2 separate regions of the Hordeum vulgare genome follow, and region 1 is linked to region 2. A link is a contact called in public Hi-C data. All regions are on one chromosome and are shown on one strand. The core of a region is the stretch at or near the end of the contact, and the rest is flanking DNA. Distances in the headings are between cores, read along the strand shown. Region 1 holds the start of LOC123398327 (CBL-interacting protein kinase 16). Region 2 holds the start of LOC123398144 (putative CBL-interacting protein kinase 27).

Evidence for each region. Hi-C and Micro-C count contacts between places; a contact is called where the count stands out from the background.
Region 1: a contact with region 2 is called in a Hi-C map of seedling, with 2.8 times the contacts expected there. The contact joins the promoter of LOC123398327 here to the promoter of LOC123398144 in region 2. A contact is called at or near these places in 1 of 6 Hi-C or Micro-C datasets (seedling) and 1 of 1 datasets of contacts at active chromatin or transcription factors (embryo).

Annotation. Positions count from the first base shown.
Region 1 is chr5H:445,720,969-445,725,649 of MorexV3_pseudomolecules_assembly, forward strand. LOC123398327 (CBL-interacting protein kinase 16) reads left to right here and starts at 3,012. Exons shown (of 1, transcript XM_045092809.1): 1 at 3,012-4,681. The coding sequence starts at 3,257. The coding sequence ends at 4,603.
Region 2 is chr5H:445,398,236-445,403,044 of MorexV3_pseudomolecules_assembly, forward strand. It overlaps LOC123398144 (putative CBL-interacting protein kinase 27), which reads right to left and starts at 1,479. Exons shown (of 1, transcript XM_045092650.1): 1 at 1-1,479. The coding sequence starts at 824.

The sequences.
Region 1 (4,681 bases), core at 1,762-4,261, 320 kb after region 2:
GGTGGAGGACACCCTTCCCACTTCTTCACCTCCTTCCTTTTTTCCTTTTTCCTTTATATTTTTGCTTTGGCTGAAATAGGTTATTGGGCTGGCCTCACCAGCCCACTAAGGGCTGGTGCGCCACCCATAGGCCTATTAGGTCCTCTCCCGGGTGAGTGGCCCCTCCCGATAAAACCCCGGAACCCATTCGTCACTCCGAGTACTTTACTCGTAATGCCCGAAGTATTTCCGGAAGCCAAATGCAACATTCTTATATATCAATATTCGTTTCCGGACCATTCCGGAAACCCTCGTGACGTCCGGGGTCTCATCCGGTACTCCGAACAACATATAGTTACCAACATCAATAATTCAATTATACTGAAACGTCATCGAACCTTAAGTGCGCAGACCCTGCGAGTTCCAGAACTATGTACACATGACCGAGACACTCTACGGTCAATATCCAATAAAGGAACCTGGATGCCCATATTGGATCCTACATATTCTATGAAGATCTTATCGGTTGAACCTCTATGTCAAGGATTTAGTTAATCCCGTATAATAGTCCCTTTGTCCTTCGGTATGTTACTTGCCCAAGGTTTGATCGTCAGTATCTCTATACCTATTTCAATCTCGGTACCGGCAAGTCTCTTTACTCGATCCGTAATACAAGATCACGTGGCTATATCTTTTAGACACATTGCAAGGCTTGTTTGTGATGTTGTATTACCGAGTGGGCACCAAGATACCTCTGCGTCATACAGAGTGACAAATCCCAGTCTTGATCCATGCTAACTCAACGGACACCTTCGGAGATATCTCTAGGGCACCTTTACAGTCACCCAGTAACGTTGCGACGTTTGATACACACAAGGCATTCCTCCGGTGTGAGTGAGTTACATGATCTCATGGTCATAGAAACGTATACTTGACATGTAGAAAACAATAGCAACAAAATGACACGATCACATGCTACGTTTATAGTTTAGGTCTTGTCCATCACATCATTCCCTAATGATGTGATCCCGTTATCAACTGACAACACTTGTCTATGGCCAGGAAACCTTAACCATCTTTGATCAACGAGCTAGTCAATTAGGGGGTCACTAGGGACATTGTTTTGTTCATATATCCACAGATGCATTTGTGTTTCCATTCAATACAATGATAGCATGGATAATAAACGATTATCTTGAAACATGAAATATAATAATAACTATTTTATTATTGCCTCTAGAGCATATTTCCAACAAATTCTGCAAAGGCACATGTACAAACTAAAGTGTCATTTGTTGTATGCCCCTATATGTGCCCTCCATCGGCAAGCATCCCCTTTTGCACTTCCTCTTGATTGTTCCCTGCAAAATTAGCCACCTTCGCAGAAGAATTCCACGAGTTCTTTCAACCTTCTCTATTATGTGAAAAACTTCCAAAATTCCTCGCGTGAGATACAACACCCCCAACATTGTTTCTACCAGATCCACGGGAAACATTTCCTGTGAATCCTCCCTCATTCTTCATGCCGTCAAAACGATCAATATGTGCATCTTATCTCCCAAATCGTCCGCGCCCTTGGGTAAATCCTCCTCTCACTTGCCCATCTCCCGGTTTTTTCCCTTGCCACGACCCCCATGCCTGTTTTGCCTATTACCCAGTCTCCTCCCATCAAATTGTCACCACGGTCTACTTCCCCTGCTTCCTCCTCACCTCCAGCCCTAGTCGTCGTCATTTTCTTTACCTCGTGTCTCGGGGAGGGAATATATATAATATACATATATATACATACATACATACATACATACATATATATATATATACATATATATATATATATCTTCTCCCCTCCCCCCTTTTCCATTTGTCGACACGGCCTTTGGTGGACCTCATCAGGCTTTCCTTCTTTCTTCTGGGCCGCCTCACTGTCATCATCTACCTTTTGTGTTTCTCATTTTTTGCAATGCGAGTATGCCATTCAGCAAAAAATTCCAAGAGAAAAATACTAGGAATTTTGATATCAATAATTTTCTATTTTCCATCTGCTTGTTCATGTCTCACCAAATCCACATACCCTTGTATATCTTCTAACCAGCAATGAATTTTATGAATATCTATAAATTTGGTTATCATTGGCCTTTTTTATCAACGCAACATCAACCTCGGCAGTATGATATCTTCCCCGTGTTGGGGATTCAAGGCATCCCCCTCTCTTTCTATGTTTTTAATTTTATGGAAGAAAAAACATTAAAATTGTACCATAATATGAAATATATCACTCGAATAGAATAAATTATGATAAGAAATGATGATGCAAAATAAACATATCACGCCTCATGAGGGACGCGATCATCAAAGGGCGGTGGGGGAAGGAGGGTCAACAACAGTTTTTAATATTTCCGAAAGAAAAGAAAACACCTGTAACAAAGAATGGTAGAAGTCTGGATTCCAAATGTTTGGAATCCACTTCTTTTTCTAAATAAAGCAGAGTAGGTTTAGATGCAGAGGGGTCTAAATAGGATTGACATGAGATAAAAAATGAAATATCGGCGGTGGTTAAGAGGTACGCTGAGATGAAGATTCATTGGACGTTGGACCATTGACGCCGCGGAAGGCTGCGCGGTTGTTTCATGCAAAGCAAATGCACGGTCCAAGTTCCCATTTTTTTTTCCTTTCGATTTGAGAGGGAATGACCGGTCCAAGCTCACATGGTCCGCCAGCCGCATGTCGTTAAATGTTGAACGGGTATAGTAATCGACCCAGTTAGCCGACAGACACCCACCCCCTTCTTCCTCCTCCTTCCGTGCTGCTGCAACTCTCATGGGCCGTGACCGGGCTACTACTCTTCCTCCACCACTCCCAACCCCCCACCTCGACGCCTTCACATCTGTCCCCTCTCCTCTCGCACCGCACCGCACGGCGCGTCCAGCCGGCCCCACACGCCCCCGACCCGCCTAGCCACCTGGGCCGTGCCACCTGCGCGCCTCTCCCTGTCCCGCGCTCCGCACCGCCCCACGCCAGTACAAATAAGCGACCGGCTGCAGCGGATCCCACGGTGCCCATCCAGTTCCAATTCCAGTGTGCCGCCCTCAACAAACCAGCAACGCCCGCGTCAAACCCATGTGCCCGCTCCCATCAACGCGCCACATCTCTACGTGCCCACCCCCACCTAGTTAAAATCCTAAACGACGAGCAGCAGCAGCAGTGGCCGGCCGCAGTGAGCTCCGAAAACAAGTCGACAGCGTCCGAGCAAGCAGAAGCAGAGCAATCCTCACAAACAATGGCGAGAGGGCGGGAGGGCGAGGTGAGGAACCTGGTGCTGGGCAAGTATGAGCTGGGGCGGATGCTGGGGCAGGGCTCCTTCGCCAAGGTCTACTACGGCCGCGACCTGCGCGACGGCCAGAGCGTGGCCATCAAGGTCATCGACAAGGCCCGCCTCCGCCAGACGGACGGCATGGTGGAGCAGCTGCGCCGGGAGATCTCCATCATGCGCATGGTGCGCCACCCCAACGTCGTCGGCATCAGGGAGGTGCTCGCCAGCCGCCAGCGCGTCTTCGTCGTCATGGAGTACGCGCGCGGCGGGGAGCTCTTCGCCAAGGTTGCCCGCGGCAGGCTCACGGAGGACGCCGCGCGCAACTACTTCCAGCAGCTCGTCGCCGCCGTCGCCTTCTGCCACAGCCGCGGCGTCGCGCACCGGGACCTCAAGCCCGAGAACCTCCTGCTCGACGAGGACGGCCGGCTCAAGGTCACCGACTTCGGCCTCGCCGCGCTGCCCGAGCAGCTGCGCCACGACGGCCTGCTCCACACGCAGTGCGGCACCCCGGCCTACGTCGCGCCGGAGGTGCTCCGGAAGCGCGGCTACGACGGCGCGCGCGCCGACATGTGGTCCTGCGGCGTCGTGCTCTACGTCCTGCTCTGCGGCTTCCTCCCCTTCCAACACGACAACTACGTCAAGATGTACCAGAAGATCTTCAAGGGCGAGTACCAGATGCCGCCCTGGGTCTCCGGCGAGGCGCGCCGCCTCATCGGCCGCCTGCTCGCCGTCGACCCCGCCAAGCGCATCTCCATCCCGGAGATCATGCTCACGCCCTGGTTCAAGAGGGGGTTCGTGCCGCCCGTCCCCTCCTCCCCCGTCACGCCCAGGAAGTGGGACGACGACAACGCCGCCGCCGCCCTGATCGACGGCAGCGAGGACAGCTCCGGCAACATCTCGCCGCGGACGTGCAATGCGTTCCAGCTCATATCCTCCATGTCCTCCGGGTTCGACCTATCGGGGCTGTTCGAGAGCGAGCAGAAGGCCGCCACGGTGTTCACGTCCCGCGCGCCGGCGGCCACCGTGTTCCACAAGCTGGAGTCGGCGGGCAAGGCGCTGAGGTACAACACAACCAGAGGGAAAGGGTGGAGGATCAGAATGGAGGCCAAGGCCGACGGCGCCAACGGGCGGCTAGCGGTCACCGCCGAGGTGTTCGAGGTGGCCGCCGACGTGACCGTGGTCGAGTTCGCGCACGACGGCGGCGACGCGCTCGACTTCAACAAGTTCTGCGCCGAGGACGTGCGCCCTGGGCTCGCGGACATTGTGTGGGCGTGGCAGGGCGACGTGCCCGCCTTGCCGGGCGCCGTCGCGTGATCTCAGGCCGTCCCTCTTCTCTGTGCATACAAATGGAGATGGAGTAAATTAGTGATACTGTGTAGGATAATTTGCTCG
Region 2 (4,809 bases), core at 229-2,728:
GACGTCTTCTTGAACCACGGTGACTCGACGAGGCTGGCGATCGTGATGCGGCTACTCGGGTTGGGGTCGAGAAGCCTGCCGATCAACTTCCGGGCGTCCTTGGAGACCCACGACGGGCAGAGGAAGCCGCCGCGCTGCATCTTGCGGTACATGGACATGAGGTTCTCGTCCTGGAACGGCAGGGCGCCGACGAGAAGCACGTAGAGGATGACACCGCAGGACCAGATGTCCGCCTTGGCGCCGTCGTAGCCGTTCCCGCCGAGCACCTCGGGGGCCACGTATGCCGGCGTGCCGCACGCGGTGTGGAGCAGCCCGTCGGGGCGTGCATGGCCGGCGAGCGCGCTGAGCCCGAAATCGGCGACCTTGAGGTTGCCGGCCTCGTCGAGGAGCAGGTTCTCGGGCTTGAGGTCGCGGTGGTACACGCCCCGGCCGTGGCAGAAGTCGACCGCGGAGATGAGCTGGCGGAAGTACCGCCTCGCGACGTCCTCCCGGAGGCGGCCGGCGCGGGAGATCCGGGCGAAGAGCTCGCCGCCGCGGACGAGCTCGAGGGCCAGGTAGATCTTGGTGCGCGTGGCAAGCACCTCGTGCAGCTCGACGATGTTGGGGTGGGACACCATCTTCATCACCGCGATCTCCCGCTTGATCTGCTCCACCATCCCGGCGCGCTCCACCTTGTCCTTGGCCACCACCTTAACCGCCACCCCGCGGCCCGTGCGCAGGTCCCGCGCCGCGTGCACCCGGCCGAAGTTGCCGTGCCCCAGCACCCGCCCCAGCTCGTACTTCCCCTGCAGCACGTTCGTCTTGCCCTCCGCAGCGTCCTCCATTGCCGCCCCCCTCCTCCCTGCGTGCGCGAGCCTCGAGCCCCGCACTGAACCGGCCGGCGACTGTCGACGCAGGATCTACCCGTCCTCGACGTGCTTGCGGTGGCAATTGCGGCCGCCGCGCAGGCTATGCTTGCCGGCGAGGTCAGTGCGCGTGCTTCTCCACATTGCTCCGCATTCCCAAAGGCAGCGAGGGGTAGAGGAGATGATGGTACACGAAAACCTCTCGTCGACGGCGTTGGTTACCGGCGGTGTGAGACACGAAAAGGCTTTCCCGTGGAGCAGGAGGTGGAGGCCGCCGCTGGATAAATATCGCGGCGCTTGCGGATCTGGGAAGCGCATCGAGCCGTTGAGCTGGATCGGACGGCGGAGAGCGGGAAGTACCTGGATGGCTGTGACGCAACCAACGGCATCGGGAAGGAGGAGGACGCGAGAGTGATGGGCGCGGACGGAAACCGTATGCGGTGAGAGGGAAACGGGGGACGGTTTTCGTGGACGGTATTGTGTTGGGTTCGGATGACGACGAGGGCCATGCGCGGGGCCCACTGTTCAGGGCGGTGGAGGCGTTGTGGATCTGGTGGTCCGGCATGGGAGCGGGCCGGAGTTATTGCTGGGCCATGTCATGATCTATTGTTAGCGGATCGAACTCGTGGCTCTCTTTTGTCTTTCGAAATTGAACTCCATCTTCTTTGTCTAAAAGAAAAAAAAACCTATACATGAAGCAACTAACCGCGATTGCTATGTATCAACCGCTGCAATCCCAATCACTAAGATCTCCCGTTACAACGCTATGTACTGTCTCCAATAGAAAGGAATGCATGTGTTTCACGGCACAAGAGCGCTAGTTCTACCATTTTGCTAAACAATATTGATCACGAGGCATATCTTTGGATCATCGCAGAAGCAAAGAAATTAGGGATTATTATTTCATGCGGGTAATCATTTATGCCGTGTAAGAGTGTGACTCCTGTTACAAACACTCTTCTCATTTCAATTAATAGATAAGGCAAAAAAAATGTTTTCGTTTCAAACAAGATATTACTGAGCCAAAACATTTATCCTCCGTTCGGAAATACTTTCCTTGAAATGAATATATCTAGATTTATTTTAGTTATGGATACATCAATTTTATTCATTTTTATGATAAGTATTTTCAAAGGGAGGGGGGTATTATTTAGCAAAGGCAAACCCATTTATTTACGCTAGCATAATTCTCAGGCGTGAACCAATTGCTGCTTTCAGAAACCTTTTAGAAGATTCTTGGCCGGTTTTGAACCGCTGCTTTCAGAAAGCTGCTAGAACATTCTTGGCCGCTTTTGACCTTGTATGAGGTCTCTAATGCGGGTTTTTTTATGTAACGGTTTATGGTCTTTCTTCATTTCTTTGTCTTTTTTGTTCTTTTCTTTCTCTTTGAATTTTAAAAATTGTATAAATTTGAAAGAAAATATTTTTCAATTTTTTTGCATTTTCAAAAAATACCATCTCTACAGAAAAACTATACATGGAGCAACTAATCACGATTACTATGTATCTCATGTTACAAACCCTATCGCTAAAATCGCTCACGCGATCTCCTGCAGCAGTGTTATACTGGGAAAACCCATTTAGTTCGGCTAGCACGCCGTGCACCAGCCGCTGATTTTAGCAAGCTTCTACAAGGTTCTTCACCTGTTTTGACATTCTAGAAGGTTTCTAAATCGGTGTTCTTATGTCCTGTTTTTTTGTTCCTTCGTTTTTTGTTTGTTATTCCTATTTTCTTTGCATTTTCAAAAAATTCTAAATTTATAAAAATATTCATGTTCTGAATTTTGTTCACATTTACAAAAAATATTTGGGTTATTTCAAAAATTATTTGTAATTTTTATATTATTTTCGGAATATAAAATAAATCCATTTGACCAAAAAATTATACATTAAAAAACTCATTCGGAGAATTTGATAAAATGTGCACATTTTTATTTTGTTCGGAATTTAAGTAGATGATCCTATTTTGAGAAATTGTTCACATATTCAAAAATTATTAGCTTTTTTACAAAGTATTCGTATTTTCAAAAAAATGTTCCTGTTTTTAAGTTTTTGACAAATTCAAAAAAACAATTGGGTTCAAAACAAGTTTGCCTTTAAAAAAAATGGGATTTACCAAACTGCTATATAGTGATGCCGAATCTATCACATATGCGAAACATTGAGATTGGTGCAGCATTTTGAGTTTAAACAAGCTAATTATTTGCATGTTAGAATTCACATGGGAATACAACTAACATGTGGAGCCCTCTACATGCAATGCAGCTTTTCTCAGAATGTGTGTGCATATGGTACGGTGTCATTATAAGTATATTTAGTCTCTCTACTTTGTAAAACACCTAAAATATTCATAGCAATTATTTTTATATTGATATATTTTAAACTAACATCTGTTTTTGAATTTTTACATATATTTAAATTAAGAGCGATGACACCTTTCAAAACAAGACAAATCTTGGGTATATTTTAAATTGTTTGAATTTTATTTTTTATTCTTATTTTCGAAATTGATTTCACTCAGTGCAAAAACATTTTTCACACGTTAAATTTCACTGAAAGTAAATAATTGGTTTTAATAATTTCAGAAAACTGATTTTACTCAATTACAAATAAAACCAGTCATTTAAAATATTAAATAATTAGGTTAATTTTTTTAAATAACTAGTTTCAAAATTTGACATAACAAGTTTCACAAATTTCGCACCAAAATATGTGCCATGTATACCAAAGACAGATTCCACTCATTTTATTTTTTTGGTTTCACCCGATTGAAAGACCTTATTTCAGAAAACATTTTAACTTATTTTATAAAACCAAGTTAAAATAAAAAATTCATTCTTTTCAAAAATAGATTCAATCATTTTAAAAAATAATTTTAAATAATAAGCCTCATATTTTAAAAATAACTAGTTTCACATTTTTGAAATAACAGGTACACATATTTTCGCACTGAAATATGTTTCAGAAAATTGATTCTTTCAAATTATATCACTTACTTGAGCTAATTCAAATTTTTTCACAAAAACAAGTTTCATTATTTCAAAAATTGAAACTAAAACATGTTTGAGTGTATTAAATATTTATCTTGTTGAGAAGGTCTTGCCAATAGGAGTTCAAATATATAAAACATTTAAAAATCAAATCATGGTTTAAAAGATATGGCTAATTTAAATTAGCAAAGGTTGAATAAAAGGATGGATTTGTTGTGCTGAGACGAGAGGGAGTGGGTTTCTTTTATTTCTGTCGTCCATATATGTGGATGAGAGAGAGATAGGGCATATGTGTGGCGGTCACCCAAATTTGACTAAATCTCATATACTAAAAGTGGTCTGAAAAATACAAAGCTATAAAAATGAAGTGACCATTCAACGCACTAATCATGAAATAGCTGTGCGGTAGATGCTTCACAGCTAGGTAGCATTTCCGTTAGAAAGCTCATTGCGTGCAACCAATATTATCTGGAAGGAGCAGGGCGCAAGAGTGTTGGACGCCGATGGAAACTGTATGCGCTAAAAGGGAGATGGATGATAGTTTTTATGGATGGTATTGTGTTGGAATAGGATGATGACGACGGCGACCACATGTGGGGCCCACTTTTTAGGGGGGCGATGGTGTGGTGCATGTGCTGGTCCAACATGGGCACAGGCCGAAGTTACTACAAGACCATGTGATGATCCATTGTTAGAGGATTGAACTCGTGGCTCTGCTTTGTCGTTTGAAATTAAACTCTATCTTCTCTTTGAAAAACTATACGTGGAGCAACTAAGAATGATTCTTATGTATCACCCGCTGCAACCTTTCCTGCTAAGATCGCTCACGGGATCTCTCTATGCAGCGTTATACTAGACTTGACGATTTAGTTGTGCTTGCATACTTACGGGGATAAACTAGCCGCTGAATTATGGAGCTTCTAGGAGGTTACTAGCCAGTCTGGGATCTTCTAGAAGGTCTCTAAACCGGTATT